3 separate regions of the Triticum aestivum genome follow, and regions 2 and 3 are each linked to region 1. A link is a contact called in public Hi-C data. All regions are on one chromosome and are shown on one strand. Each heading gives the region's core, a stretch centred on a gene start, on an enhancer-like site or on the middle of the called end of the contact. The rest is flanking DNA. Distances are from core to core; before and after follow the strand shown. Region 1 has its middle 140 kb from the start of LOC100192166. Region 2 has its middle 53 kb from the start of TRNAS-AGA. Region 3 holds the start of LOC100192166 (WRKY transcription factor WRKY71).

Region 1 (4,983 bases), core at 1,084-3,583:
ACCATTGTATTGGGTGTGTTGGATACACAAGAGACTCTTTGTTATTCAGTTGCAGGGTTGTTTGAGAGAGACCATCTTCATCCTATGCCTCCCATAGATTGATAAATCTTACGCATCCACTTGAGGGAAATTTGCTACTATCCTACAAAACTCTGCGCTTGGAGGCCCAACACGAGTCTACAAGAAGAAGGTTGCGTAGTAGACATCAAGCTCTTTTCTGGCGCCGTTGCCGGGGAGGTTAGGTAAGCAACACTCACATCCCGTCAACGATGCTCTTTTCTGGCGCCGTTGCCGGGGAGGTGAGTGCTTGAAGGTATATCTTTAGATCTTGCAATCGAATCTCTTAGTTTCTTGTTTTATCACTAGTTTAGTTTATAAAAGAAAACTACAAAAAAAAATGGAATTGAGGTTGCCTCATATGCTTCATCTTTATAATGTCTTTCATAAAAACGATGGAAAGTAAAATTGTGCTCAAGTGCTAGAAGAAGAAGTCAATAAAATGTTTCGCATAAAATATTTGAATGAAGAGCATGATTGCAATGTTGCTAGTATGAATTCTTTGAATATCCATGATGCTCGTTATATGCAAAGCCATAAGCTTGAGGATGCTATGTTTGATGAATATGATCTTTTTAGTCCCCCCATGTTTTGATGAGAAAATATATTATGATGAAAGCATGCCTCCTATTTATGATGATTATATTGATGAAAGTGGGTTTGGAAGAATGTCAACTTTAGGAAGTAATGATCCCACTATTTCGGAGGATGTTGAATCTTATTGTAAGAATTATGAAAGTGGATTTGGAGAGGTCATGACTTTATTTAGTGACGAATCCACTATTTCGAAAGAGATTTCAATTGATTATGAGAACAAAGTTACTATTTATGATGATTATTATGATGACATGTATGCTATAAAGAGTAATGATATCCATGAAACTTGTCATCATGATTTTAATTTTTAATTGGATTATGTACCAACTCAAAATATATCTGAACGTTGTAAATAGTATAATTGACGCATATATTAATATCATAACACCAATAATTATTAGTAGCATATATCAATATATGTATGTATTGACTAAGCAAATAACATTTTTAGGGGTACTGAGAAAATAACGAAAATAAGATTTATCATAACACCAAGAAAGAGAGTCTGACTCATAGTCAATGCTTTAATAATATAAAAGAGATGTCAATTGCCGCAATTTTAAATACAAAAGTAACTTTCTTTTAGGATTTGTTTTGCGCTTTCAGGAATAAAAAATGTCCAGTGTTGACTTTTTTTTTGGAAATTTCAAAAAAAAAGCTAGTCATGCATGTTTGCATAGTTACAATAGATGGATGAATCTACACATCAATGTTTATCAGTTATCACTTACAGGTTAATAGATTGTTAACATTTAGCATGTACCAAACTCAAAATATATCTGAACATTGTAAATAGTATAATTGACGCATATATTAATATCATAACACCAATAATTATTAGTAGCATGTATCAATATATGTATGTATGGACTAAGCAAATGACATTTTTTAGGGGTACAGAGAAAATAACGAAAATAAGATTATCATAACACCAGGAAAGAGAGTCTGACTCATAGTCAATGCTTTAATAATATAAAAGAGATGTCAATTGCCGCAATTTTAAATACAAAAGTAACTTTTCTTTTAGGATTTGTTTTGCGCTTTCAGGAATAAAAAATGTCCAGTGTTGACTTTTTTTTTTGGAAATTTCAAAAAAAATCCTAGTCATGCATGTTTGCATAGTTACAATAGATGGATGAATCTACACATCAATGTTTATCAGTTATCACTTACGGGTTAATAGATTGTTAACATTTAGCATGTACCAAACTCAAAATATATCTGAACATTGTAAATGGTACAATTGACGATGTACCAATATCATAACACCAATAATTATTAGTAGCATGTATCAATATATGTATGTATTGACTAAGCAAATAACATTATTTCAGGGATACTGAGCAAATAACAAAAATAAGATTTATCATAACACCAAGAAGGAGAGAGGGAGGCCATCGTTTCACACATCAACCGACTAAAAAAAAGCAGACATGTTTGTCTGCTCGGCCGATTCGAACGAATAAAAAAGGATAAGATTTGCGTCCGCGTCGTAGTTGTACACGTCGCGACTCACTTCAGTCCGATCACCAGCCTTTGCGAGGTCGTGACTCACTAGGTCGGGCTGGCAAAGCTCAAAAGAAATGGTCAGAAACGCTTCCCGGTTCGGTGAACTGTACCCAGCGCGTGTGGGCCCGCCAGCTACTGTCCGTCGGAGTCGCATCACGGACCCGATCACTCGGGCGGTCGGTCGCGTGCATGTACCGGCTTCTTCCGAGGGGGGCACCGCCACGACCTCGTGCATCCGCATCTCGGCTGTCGGCAGAATCGAGAAGTCCACGAGCCGCGGTAGGCTACATCCAGAGGCTACTCGCCTCGACGTCGCCCGTGACGTGCACGGTTCACAATAAAAATAGTAGGCTCTCCATATCACAGCCAGAAACATAGCCGCACACTTAAAAGGTGACCAGTCGATGGGCAAAAGACAATCTTAGGGTATCTTCAAGGCTTGGAACCGCAGACCTTTCTCGACTGTTTGGACCGTGCTGTCTGGACCATGGAAGCTATCAAACGCAGTCCTGTATTAGTCCGCGAAACGGTCCGGACGCGATTTCTCCCGTAAATCAAAGACAAATGTGGCGAGGTTTGCGGGAGTTTGGACCAGTCCCACGCACGCTTCTCACTGCCATGACCCATCAATAATCCATCATCGCCCCCCTCCTTCCCCGTGGAAAATATCGGGTGCACCAGAGCTTGTGGTGCTACCGGTGCACCGAACTCAAATTGTCATTTTAAAATGTTCAAAAAATGTTGAAAAAATTAGCACACTCACACAACATCAATGTAGGTTGTCACAAATTTTAAGTTAAAATTTGAAACATAACTCGGAATACAAAAATGATAAATTCAACAATGAATAGTACATAACATAACTTGGGCTTCAGATTTGGCCCGTTCTCACACTGATGTCAAATTTATCGTTTTTGTATCTCAAAAAATATTTTAAATTTTTATAAGAAATTTTGTAACATGTTACATTGATGTTGTGTTAACATCTAGAATTTTTTTCAATTTTTTTAAAATATTCTATGGCATCCGGTGCACCGGTAGCACCACAAGTGCAGGTGCACCAGATACATTCCCCTCCCCCGCGCATACCTTCGGATGCACACATCACTTTCCACGCCGTATTCATGCCGGCCCAGAGCACGCGGAGGCCGATATTGACGTCGTGATATGACAGAGGAGGGATGGAGGGCGGCGTTGACTAACGCGTCCTCTCGGCAGTCGCCGCTTCAATGCAGACGCAGGTTTCTAAGGAACCAACTCTGGCCGCTACGCTGCATTAAAGCGGCTGACCGGCCCCACCGCAACGCCACGCGCCGGTCCAAGTTCGCGGACTCGAACATTCCCTGCCACACATCGCGGCGGACCCAGACCTGACGTACGTCTGGGCCCTGGACCGCTCGGTGACGATGTCGGAGACGGCCAAGCACCGTTTCCGCCGTCTCGACGGGGAGATGGCCAGTTACGGCGAGGAATGGTCCATCGCCGATATCGACGCCGCCAACGAAGCCTTCTCCAACGACCACCGTCCTCTCCCCCAGCCCACGTCCTCTGTGGCCACGGCCGCACTGCGCACGGCGTAGCAGGAAGCGGAGAGCATCATCCGCGAGCGTCAGGCGGCCGCCGGGAAGCCCTGCCGAGACGCCGCCACCTTCCGCCGCCCCAAGCACGACGATGACACCGGATCGGGCGCCGATATCAGAGGAGGAGTCGCCTGCCAGCTCGGCAGCATGGCCTACGTGGTCACCGTCAAGTATATGATAGTTTAGGGTTTTATTTTAGGGGTTTTAGTTGACCGCCCGAAATATCATCTGGTTTTATGTACAAATTATCCTAATTTCAATGAAATCCGTCGTGTTTATATCAAAATTTGCCCGGTTTGATCAAATTTCGCCAGGTTAGTTTGAGTTGTTGTGAAAATGTATGCGGCTATGGTTGGATGGCGTCCTCCCGCATCCATGTCCGCGGACTGGTCCCTTCCCCCAGTCCATGGATGGATGTGAGAGGAATTTTGCGGGTTGCCGTTGAAGATGCCCTTAGAGCAGTGACTGGTTAAGAAATCGGGTCCTCTGCCTAAGAAGAGCATCTACAACTGGAGCCCGCACATCTGCCCCAAACGTTGGTGCGACCTGCCCAGTTACTCGCCGGATTCAAATTTGTCACCCAACCGCAGCTAGCAAATCCGGCTCAAACATCCGAACTGACCGACACTTCCCATACCCGGTACATATCAGGGGCGGATATGGGGACGTCCGGACGCGCCCGTCACGCTAGATTTGGCCCATTGTGGATTAGACCCTATCCGAACTCCAGAGAAACCCTAACCACACTCCACTCCACTCTGTTCTCCACCCACAGTACCCAAGCTCCTCTCCGGCGAGCTCCGGCTCAGTTCTCCATGGCGACCGTTGGATCCGACTCTGAGATGTCCGGATCCGAGGACTGGGCGCTCATCCCTTGCGGTCCCAAGGAGTAGGTGGTTGTCCGTGTTGCTCTCCGACGCTCATGGAAGGAGTGATCCCTCCCGCGATCTTCATCACGCTGGTGGGAATCCATACCCCAAATGGTGTTGGGATCAGCCGGGCCGGTGGATCACGCCGTGTGACCACGGCCTCGTTGGAATCTGAGACCACCGCATGGCAGGGTAACCCTGCTATGCCGGCGGAACCGTTTAGGTGGCACCTCGTCCCCGCGGCCTCGCCCGCCAAAATGGAGGCCATATCCGCCTAATGGTGCGGACACAAAACAAGAAGGAGGCGTGGCATGCCCGCCGCGTGAGGCTGCGCGACATGCCTTCAAGCAAAGGTGGCTGTGACAGCACAC
Region 2 (4,983 bases), core at 1,717-4,216, 240 kb before region 1:
TTTTTTCTTTATCGATTTCCATCGGTCTCTCTTGTTTCTATGATTCCTTTTCTTTTTTTGCACTGGTTTTCTCTGTTTTTTCTCTTTTCTTTTCGATTTTCCTCTTTTTCTTCATGATTTTCACGGTTTCCTTTGGTTTTTCCAATTTTGTTCATTTATAAGGTGTTTCTTCCTTCCAATTCTTCGTTTTTCGCCACCTTTCTTTGTTTTGTTTTCTTCAACAGATGTTCACATTTTTTGGTACACATTTGTCTCTACTCCTATAAAAGACTCAGTTGGTGATGATGATGTTTTTGTCATCCATAGTTTTTGACCATTAGATCTGCATCTAACGACAGAGAGGTAAGTTGTGACTTTTTTGCAGCAATAGCTCACTTCTCTGCTCCAATTTGCAGAAAACCCCTTATTATCTTGAAACCAACCACATCATTCCCTCACCGCATCATAACAGCCGAGTGAAACATAATATATTTTTAGTGATATACGTATATCAAAACTAGAGTGTTTTCTTTCAAGTTTGTGAACAACTCTTATCCTACTTTGGATTCGTTGCAACGCGCGGGCACACTGCTAGTACGTATATATATGGAACATTTCTATTATGCATATTTACCATTTTGAAATACATGCTAACACGTTTTAATAAATATGTTTGATGATTAATTTTCTTTCATACCCATTGTACATTTTCAGTATATATCAGGAAACGAACTAATACATATTTCATTTCTTGAAATATATAATTAATATTTTTTCGACACTATCAACATTTTTAATTGTTTTTTATTTTCAGTTCAAATTTCAAAGAGACGTTCCACATTTTTAATATATAGGAGGATCATTTTTTGGCACACATTTAAGATTTTTTAAATAGATGATTAACATTTTTGTCAAATATTTGTGTTTTCTTACTACTTTTTTCATACACATTTTACGTTTTGGTTTATATATCAGGAAAAAAATTATACACGCGTAACATTTTTTTCTCATACGCGATCAATATTTTATAAAATTTATTATTTATGTTCAAATTTTTAAAACACGTTCTACATTTTTTATACTCTGGAAACATTTTATATACACATTTACTTTTTGAAATAATTGATTAATTTTCTTTAAAATGCTTGATCAAAAAATTTGAATACGTGATCAATTTTTCCGTACCCATTATTTTTTTGTATACATGACAAACAATTTTTTTCTATACACATTAAACATTTTACAAATGTTAGATGTTTTATGTACAGTGTTTTTTCACACAAACATTGTATATTTTTTGTATACATGAGAAACCTTTTATTTATAAACAATTAACATTTTTCAAATGGCTGGTTAACATTTTTTTAATGCATGGTCAACATTATTTCCATACACAATTTAAACATTTTTCAAAGTACAAAATTAACATTTTTTTAATACATAGTCAACATATTTGATACACGTCTTTAAAATTTTCAACTGCTTGATTCACATTTTTTAAATACAAGTTTACCATTCTTTTAATACATGATCAACATTTTTTCTATAGACATTCTGCATTTTCCAAATGCTTGATGAGAAACATTTTCTTCATAAACATTAAAATTTTCCAAATGCTTGGTTAATGTTTATTTATAATAGTTTATGTAAGTTTTTATATTATATTATTTAGAATATTTGAAATAAAAAAGTAAAACAGTAAAAAAACAAAAAACATGAAAATAAAACAAAAAATTGACCGTGGCCTCCCGCGTGACTGGGCTGGCTCATTTAAGGATGCATCTGGCACGCGAGCACGCTAGGTCTTACTGTAAGCAAGACATAGCACCGCCCCAAACAGGAGGTCTTCAACGGTTGATAGTCTTTTGAGGGTTGAGTGTGGCCTGGCAAGCTTGCAGTTATAGACAGTGCGGCCTGACTCTTCTGGCTTTCTTTAAAGAGCCCAATATAGATCCAGCAAGCCCCAAGTCTCTTTGTACATGAGCCTGAAACTTCTTTGCTTGAGAGGAATTTTGTAGAAATTTCAAAGGATAGAATTTTTTATAGCAAATTTTTAAGTCTATTGGTTTGTAGGAATGGACTTTTATTCCTATTTATGTTAGGAACCAATCCTTCACATTTCAAGTAAAAGGAACATTAGACTAGACTCAACGAAATTAATTGTTATCCAAGTGACATCCATATTTTTTATAGGATTTTTTTTTTGAAACGTGGGGCAATTTTATAGGATTAAGACATCTCAGTTCAGGCTTGTTTGGTTCCCAACCTAAGGTTGTCATGTCTAACCTTAGTCATGACACAACACCTTAGGCATGTGTTTGCTTCATTGGCACATTTGTTGCTTGCCACACTTTTCTAGTTATATGGTCCATATGTTATAGGCTCAATTTTTTGTCAAATCTTGCCACTCTTGTGGTGATCATTTTGTTAGCCACACTTACCTAAGCTTAGTTATGGCAAAATTAGTCATGAACCAAACAGGCCCTTTGTATGATTGTTTTTATTCCTATCATATGATCTAAATCTAAAGAAGGCCTAAATGCACACACAAACCCCTAAAAAAGCACATACGAAATTAGGGATCACCCCACCTGAAAAATGGACCATCTTACCCAGGAAAAGAAGAACTAACACATGTTGGTCTGGAAAAGATAATACTACCAATTTGGCTTTCAGTCAACAAATAAAACAAGGGCACGGCGATTACTCGGCGACTTATCCACACAATTAAACTCGCAGTCGCGGTCGTGCGCCTGACTTATCGCACCCCGTACGTGCAAAGTGCCGTGCACGACCACGGGATCGCCTTTGGTGACACAAAAAGAAGAGCACTAAACGCCTACTAGACGGCGGCCTTGATTTCAAAGCATCAACGAATTGTATAGGATTTTGAAAGGAAGAAAAGAGGTTCAGAGCCGTGCCAAAGTGCGCGTATGTATGCAGCTACCTGAGTCCAGAGCCCAGGTGGATATACGCGTACCCTGTGGAATCGCATTCAAAGTGAGTCTGCGGGAGTTCACCCTGCCAATGCCATGGCACGTCGCGGTCGGTCAGTCGTACACAGACTGCGACCGGCGACGACTGCAGCGCAGAGCCTTCCCGCGAGACCTGCTATCGTCCGAGAGCAAGTGGATCCCAACGACGGCCCGGCAGCGTTCTGGACTGTACGTCTGTATTTAAGACATCTGCCTGCTCGTGTCGTACTGATCATTTCCTCTTCGTTTTTTTTACCTCATCGTCTTCGGAGTTGAGCAACACGTGGGAGTCAACGGCGACTGGATTTTGTATTTAGCACGGTTCTGCGTCTACCTTTTTAACATCAATTTGGCACATGCTTGGTTCCCAAAAGTAACCGCCGTATCAAGCACCCTCTCTCAACCCTAGCTGCCGCAGCTAAGTTTCTCCCCCGTGCACTCTTGGTCCACTCCCCTTCCTCGTGAGTGGCAAGAGGAGCGGAGATCCATTCATCTGTTCTGTTTTCTCTTCTTCTATTTTGTTTGCCTAGCGATATCGATCAGATGGTGGAGACGATGTTGTGTTGAAATAAGGCCAACTCCGTTTGCGGTAGAACGGACGAATAAAGCGGCCCAACACGCGGTCTTAAACGGATAGATGTTCGGATTTTGTCTGTTTTCGACCCATTCCCAGCCCAAACTTGCGCCGCGTTTGGAGTGAAACGGACATCGCACGGATGGGCTGGACGCACGCCCTTGTCTTCCCCGTGGCCCGCCTATCGGGGACACTAGCACTTCATTCGCCTCCAACGCCTCCACCCGCTCTCCCCCGCCCCACTCCGCCGCCACTATTCTCCGGCCGCCTCCTCACTGCTCACCCCCCCGGCCATCCATACCAAACCACGTCTCGACATGGCCGCCACCACGCCCGCGCTTTCTTAGGAGTTTTGGCCGTCAGTTGTAGGAGATTTGGCCGTCGCCGTCGTAGCCGGTGCTAGAGGGGATACGACCCCCGGCGACGGATATGGACCACGGCAGCTTCCGTCGGCTGCTCTAGAGCGGCCAATAGCCGGCCGCCAACCACCCCTGCTTCATCGAGGTGTTCATCGCGGCCTCTTTGCCACCACGACCGCAAGGTGTCTGACACTTTGCCCACAAAGGTATGGACAGTGGAGATGAATTTTTCTTCCACCACTTCATTTATTCATGGGACGATTCGTCCTCGGATGACGAAGATCTTGTGGTGGCTGCACTCGTCGTTCACGACCACATTGAACGGCAGCTTCCTCGGTACAGTGGGTCAGTCCCCAGCCGTGCTCCCAACCTGAACCGCAACACGGAGAGAGAGAGAGAGAGAGAGAGAGAGGCCACGCCCTGCTCTATGCCGATTACTTTGCGAATACCCCGCTCTTCAAGCCGGACAAATTCCGTCGCCGTTTTCGTATGGCAAGGCATCTGTTCAATCGTATCCGAGAGGGAGTGTTTGCTCATGAGCCATACTTCGAGTGCAAGACGGATGTCCTTGGCAAGCTTGGATTCTCCTCTTACCAGAAATGCACCGCGGCCATCCGCATGCTTGCGTATGGAATTCCAGGCGATCTGGTGGATGAGTACGTGCGCATGAGTGAGTCGACATGTCTGCTGTCATTGTACAACTTCTGCAAGGCCGTGGTGGCAGTGTTTGGCCCTGAGTACTTGAGGCAGCCAAATGTCGCAGATACAGAAAGGTTGTTGGCGATCAACGCCGCTAGAGGCTTTCCAGGCATGCTTGGCAGTATAGATTGTATGCACCGGGAGTGGAAGAACTGTTCATTTGCTTGGCAGGGCCAGTACAAGAGGCATGTTAAAGCGTGCACTGTCATATTAGAAGCAGTGGCTTCGCAAGATCTTTGGATATGGCACTCTTTCTTCAGCATGGCAGGTTCTCATAATGATATCAACGTGCTGCAGCGTTCTCTAGTCTTCGCAAGGCTTGCAGAAGGCCACTACCCACCTGTCAACTTTGAGACCAACGGCCACCAGTACAATAAGGGATACTACCTAGCTGATG
Region 3 (4,983 bases), core at 1,403-3,902, 140 kb before region 1:
AATTACTATTTGTTACTAGTCCGAGGATTAAGGCTGGTCATAGTGGGAAGTAACTTAGAGTAGTAACATGCATATGTTACTAGTCTATGTTACTACCTCTATAATGCATAATATCATAGATTAGTATCATAGGTGGTCTCATTTATTGTCATGCATGACACATAGTAGCACCACATTTTTTATGTTACGGTATCTACGTATGTTACTATAACCATCTTCCTCTTTTTTAATTGCCTGCCACATAAGCATGTTCGCGAGTCCAAAGTACATGATACTATTTATGTTATCCCCACTATGGCCAGCCTAAAACGGTATCTCAGCCAGATCTGGAGCCCGGTATCCTTGAAGATTTTATACTTGCAAAAGGAAGTGTGTTTCAAAGTCGAAAAAAAATCTTCCAAAAAAATCGAAGAAAAATAAAGAGAATGAGAGGTGCGTGGTTGCAACGATCCTCCCGCAGCGTCGTCGAAGCGGGCCGCCGACCGCACGTGTTTTGACAAATCACTCCATCCCAGCCAGCCATCCACGGGCCCACCCGGCCGCCGTCCGGGCTCCCGTTTCCACCCAGCTTCCCTGACTCCCGCGGCGACCGTAGCAACTCCTACTCCGTCGCACGTGGGACACGGCCGACCTGTGTGGGCCCCGCCCCGGGTCGTCCGCGTATTCTCCGGCCTCTTCCCAGCGTATTCTGGCGGCGAGCTGGGTCCAGTAGAGTCTACTACAGCCACTGCCTACGTGGACCCATTCTGGATAAGCTCGCCAAACTCATTTTCCTCTCTTCGCAGCTCGCGACTTCGCGAGATTTCTCGCTGCAGCAGCACATGGGTACTGTGAGTATTGACAAAATTTCAGCGATTGAACTGAGAATGTGCGGTGACTTTGATTTTTCTCATTGAATCGAATCGAGTTCCATGGAAATTATGGAACGAACATTTCGCCTAGTAATAAGGAAAAGAAAAAAGGATTGCACACTTTCGCGTGTTCCTGAATGACTGACTGCATTATCCTAGCTACTAGAGTACATTACATGTTACGACCTCCCACGCCGTCCTCGTGTTGGCGATGTATTTACACGAGCAGCAGCGGCGGTGGCTCCGTTCCTGGCTCGCCGGAACCGATCGCGTCTCCGTCGTCGGTCAGGCAGTCCGGTCCTCGCTGGTTTTTCTTTGAGGTTTTGACGGAGGCGGCAGAGGAAGGCAGCAATGCCGAACGAAGTAATCGACCACCGCAAGAAAATTTGAGCCGCGCAGTGTCTTCTGATGTGGGGATTAATTGATGTCCCTGGTCGGCGATAGCTCGAGGATCCGGCCGGAGAGCGCGGAGACGAGCGCCGCCTTGAAGCTGGGGTCCCTCGTCAGCGTCATGGCCATCTGCTCCGCCAGGTTGCGCCGGATAAGCTCGGACGCCGCCGCGGCCGACTCGCCGCTGACGGCGGCCGCTGCCGCTTCCTGCTTGTGCTGCTGCGGGTGGTGAGGCGTGGTCGGCGCCTGGGGCGGCTTCCCGGAGTTCTTGCCCGCGCCGGAGCCGTCGTTCTGCTGCTGCGGCTGCGACGGCGGGGGCTGGGAGTGGTTGTGCTCGCCCTCGTACGTCGCCACGAGTATGGTCTTGTCCTCGGCGCTCCTCTGCACCTTCTTCTTGACGGGGCAGCCGGGGGCGAAGGAGCACCGGAAGTAGGCTCTGGGGCAGGGGTTGTCCTTGGTCACCTTCTGCCCGTACTTGCGCCATTGGTACCCGTCCTTGACCACCAGGCTGAGGTCGGCGGGGTCCGCGTGGACGTAGCGCTTGGAGACGACGGGCTTGCACTCCTCCCGGATGCGCTTGCACGGCTCGCCGGACGTGCACTCCGCCTGGTCCGGCGCCGCCGCGTACGCGAGGCCGGCGGCGTAGTGCTGCTGGTGCGAGGGCGGCGGCGTGCCGAGGCTCTCCTCGCTCTTGCGCTTCCTCGACGGCGACACCGACCCGCCCTCCGACGCGGAGGACGGCTGGTTGTTGTAGTTGTTGTTGTTGCCGCCGGCGTGGGCGCCGGCCGTGACCATGTCGGTGAACTGGCCCTGCAGGGCCTCGTACTTGGAGGCCACCTCCCTGAGCATCTCGCCCAGCCGCCGGTTCTCCTCGCTCACCCGCTGTAGCTCAGACTCAAGAACCGCAACCTATACAAGGAGACACAGATATTCAGTTGCAGCTCACATACACCCAGGCAAGCAGAATCAAAATCACGTTGTTCTTGACGCGTCTCTGTATGGACTTGTGTGCCTACCTCAGGGTCCTTCTTGAGCTGCATGAAGTTCTCCTCGACGAGGACCTTGGGCTTGGCCAGCGCGACCATGGGCGCCGCCTGGTGGTGGTGCGGGTGCCCCATCGGCGGGAGGCCGACGTGCAGGTCGAGGCTAAGGGAAGGCTGGCTGCTGACCCATGGATCCATCGGTCGAGGATGGATGTAGAGTTCGCTTCCGGTTCGAGGTAACGCGCGGGAGAGAAGAGAAGGGAGAAGAGAAGGTTGAGATGGAGAACTATTTCCGAGTTCCGAGTGAGAGGAGAATGGCGTGGAGCAGTCGTGTTATATAGCCAGCCAAGCACGGGAGACGGGACTAGTGGTCTAGCGAAGTCGCTGGCTAGGAAGGTCGGGTCGCAGGAGGGAGGGAGCGGGAGGGGGAGGGGACGAAGCGGCTCGCGTCACATCACAACTCACACGCTTGTCCTCTTCTTGGCCACGCAGGGCTCGGAGGAAAAGGAAGCGGAATAAAGAAACGGGGATGGGGGTCATGGAATTCGAGCATGCGGACGGGGTGGAGGCACCGGAAGGAGACCGGAGGGTGCGTGCACGCGCGCGCGAGGGGGCCGAAGGGATCGGCGGTGACGACTGACCTCACAGCGACGTTTTCTGTTGGGTGTTGGTGCTACTAGCGGCATGGCATGGCAATCTGCCCGGGGATCTTTCCAACGGGTGGGTGGGGGACGGGGCGCGGTGGATGTCGGCTGCCTCTGTCTTCGGTTCGGGGAGTGTTTCGTGGTGGTGGTGATCGGGTCAAGAAGTACACCACACATGCTCGCGAGATGCACGGGGGGAAAGGAAAAATAGGTTTCCCCTTTGCTTTGCTTTTGGTACGCTCACTCGCAAAAGATGATTATTTAAAAAAAAAATCTCATTCGATGGTTATTACTCCAGTTGATTGCGATTAGGCTTTGCCCCCTGCGGAAAATGGGAGCGAGGAGGGACTGGAAAGAGGGGGACAGGAAGGACTTGTTGACTCTAGCCTTTTCTTTTGGTGCCTTGCTAGGAAAACTTTGCTTTGTTAGGAAAACTTTGGCGGGCTAACCATTTGTTTTCTACTTAGTTGAGCTCGAGTAGACTGGAAACGATTCTTTCCCGTCATATTCGAGGGAAACACTTCCCCGATTCTTCCTTCTTGTTGGAGGTGTGCTCCTACGTGGAAGTAGCATCTTATTATTAGTGCAAGTTTGGGCTTGGCCGGCTAAGCCAGGCTGGTTGGTTAATTAATTTTACTATACGATTTATCCTACTAGCTGGCGTGCTCTAATCAGATCAACCCAGGCGAGCCCAAAATCTGACCCAACATGCCTGCCTTTCGGGAAGAAGACCGGTGAGCTAACCACACGAGTCAATGTCACGCCCAGATCAAACCTTGTTTACGACGGATGATGCGGAGTAATCTATTGGCTGTGCCCCTTTTCTTGACCGACGTCGACGTTGGCTTCGCTTCTAATAGCAGTTTTTAGGAAGGAATTTCCGGATGTTCACGTACTATCATTGGTCTGATCTACGTCTGCTTGCCCTACGGTACGTGCCCGGACGTAGTTGCCTCGGGGAGCCCGGGTCCGAGATGGCCCTGGCGGCTGGGTACTGGACTACTGGTAGCATCCCATGGTAGTTACGGAGACTTGGTATTGCAAGAATGGAGGGAATCGAGGGAAATTCAGGACAGAAACGGGTAATGAACCGTTGGCACGTTACTGCAGAGACTTCGGTGTTGATAAGAAGAGAGGAAGAATGGTTACACGTAGGACCTAGACCTCGTTGTTACCCAGAATGAACTGGCTCGTTCTCTGCCACCCGATGGTCAAGTTTTACTACTTCCTTTGTAAAGAAATATAAGAACATTTAGATCACTACTCCAATAATCTAAACGCTTTTATATTTCTTTATGAAGGGAGCACTTACTAGTAGTACCGCTAATGTTATTTGGCTAGAGTCAATTAGAGCATGACCGCAAAAACTAAAAATAAAATAGAGCATACCTGTGTATGAGTGTATCCCAGTACCCGTTCGCCTGTATCTCTCACGAGGTCAAGGGGGACTAGGGTTTCTTGCTTCCTGCCGGCATCGTGACAGGTCTGCCTCGTCTCCTATGGCATTAGGCCATGAAGGCATGGTCGATCTCGGTCCATGCGGACGGCAGGACTCCTTTGCTTTTACACGTCTTTTTGTGTCCGTTGAAGGCTTGTTTCTTGTTCAGGAAGACAGACGAGGCGACGGCGGCTTCCTGAAGATGGAATGGAGTTCTCCCCGCCTAGCCCCCGTTCTAGCGATGCAACTAGCATCGTTCGAGGGTGTGCGGAGGTGTGTTTCCGGCGGATCTAAGGGGATTGGTCGGTAGTTGTCTTTGGTGGATCCACTCAGATCAGATCTTCGTTCTTCTGTGTTCGTGTGTCTTTAAATTGGATCCTTCCGATCTACGTTTATCTTCATCGGCGGCGGTTGTTGTTCTGGTGTGCTGGTCCCATGGGGCTTAGCACAACGACTTCCTGACAGTCTGCTACAACAAATTTTGCTCGGCTCCAGTGAGGGAGGGGTGATGACAACGGCGCGCCTTTGGCTCGCTTCAGTGCTTATAGTTGTCGCTAGGTAATCTACGGATCTGGATGTAATTTGTATTATTTCCAATTTTGTTGTACCGTCATGATTGATGATGAATGAATTGAAAGTTTCCCTGCAAAAAGTAAATAAGTTAGAGCATACATGTG

The links. Hi-C and Micro-C count contacts between places; a contact is called where the count stands out from the background.
Region 2: a contact with region 1 is called in a Hi-C map of leaf, with 5 times the contacts expected there. The contact joins two enhancer-like sites. A contact is called at or near these places in 2 of 5 Hi-C or Micro-C datasets (both in leaf).
Region 3: a contact with region 1 is called in a Hi-C map of leaf, with 2.3 times the contacts expected there. The contact joins the promoter of LOC100192166 here to the enhancer-like site in region 1. A contact is called at or near these places in 3 of 5 Hi-C or Micro-C datasets (leaf and an unstated tissue) and 1 of 1 datasets of contacts at active chromatin or transcription factors (leaf).

The regions. Positions count from the first base shown.
Region 1 is chr6D:126,029,403-126,034,385 of IWGSC CS RefSeq v2.1, forward strand. No RefSeq gene overlaps it. Among protein-coding and RNA genes, the nearest start is that of LOC100192166, 140 kb to the left of the region's middle. Within about 2 kb of position 2,334, at least 7 of the 8 cell types and tissues checked have an H3K27ac peak or open chromatin away from gene starts, as enhancers often do. A contact at or near this core is called in leaf, where this site is marked.
Region 2 is chr6D:125,785,300-125,790,282 of IWGSC CS RefSeq v2.1, forward strand. No RefSeq gene overlaps it. Among protein-coding and RNA genes, the nearest start is that of TRNAS-AGA, 53 kb to the left of the region's middle. Within about 2 kb of position 2,967, at least 3 of the 8 cell types and tissues checked have an H3K27ac peak or open chromatin away from gene starts, as enhancers often do. A contact at or near this core is called in leaf, where this site is marked.
Region 3 is chr6D:125,884,870-125,889,852 of IWGSC CS RefSeq v2.1, forward strand. It overlaps LOC100192166 (WRKY transcription factor WRKY71), which reads right to left and starts at 2,653. Exons shown (of 2, transcript XM_044563060.1): 1 at 2,258-2,653; 2 at 856-2,150. The coding sequence starts at 2,422. The coding sequence ends at 1,269.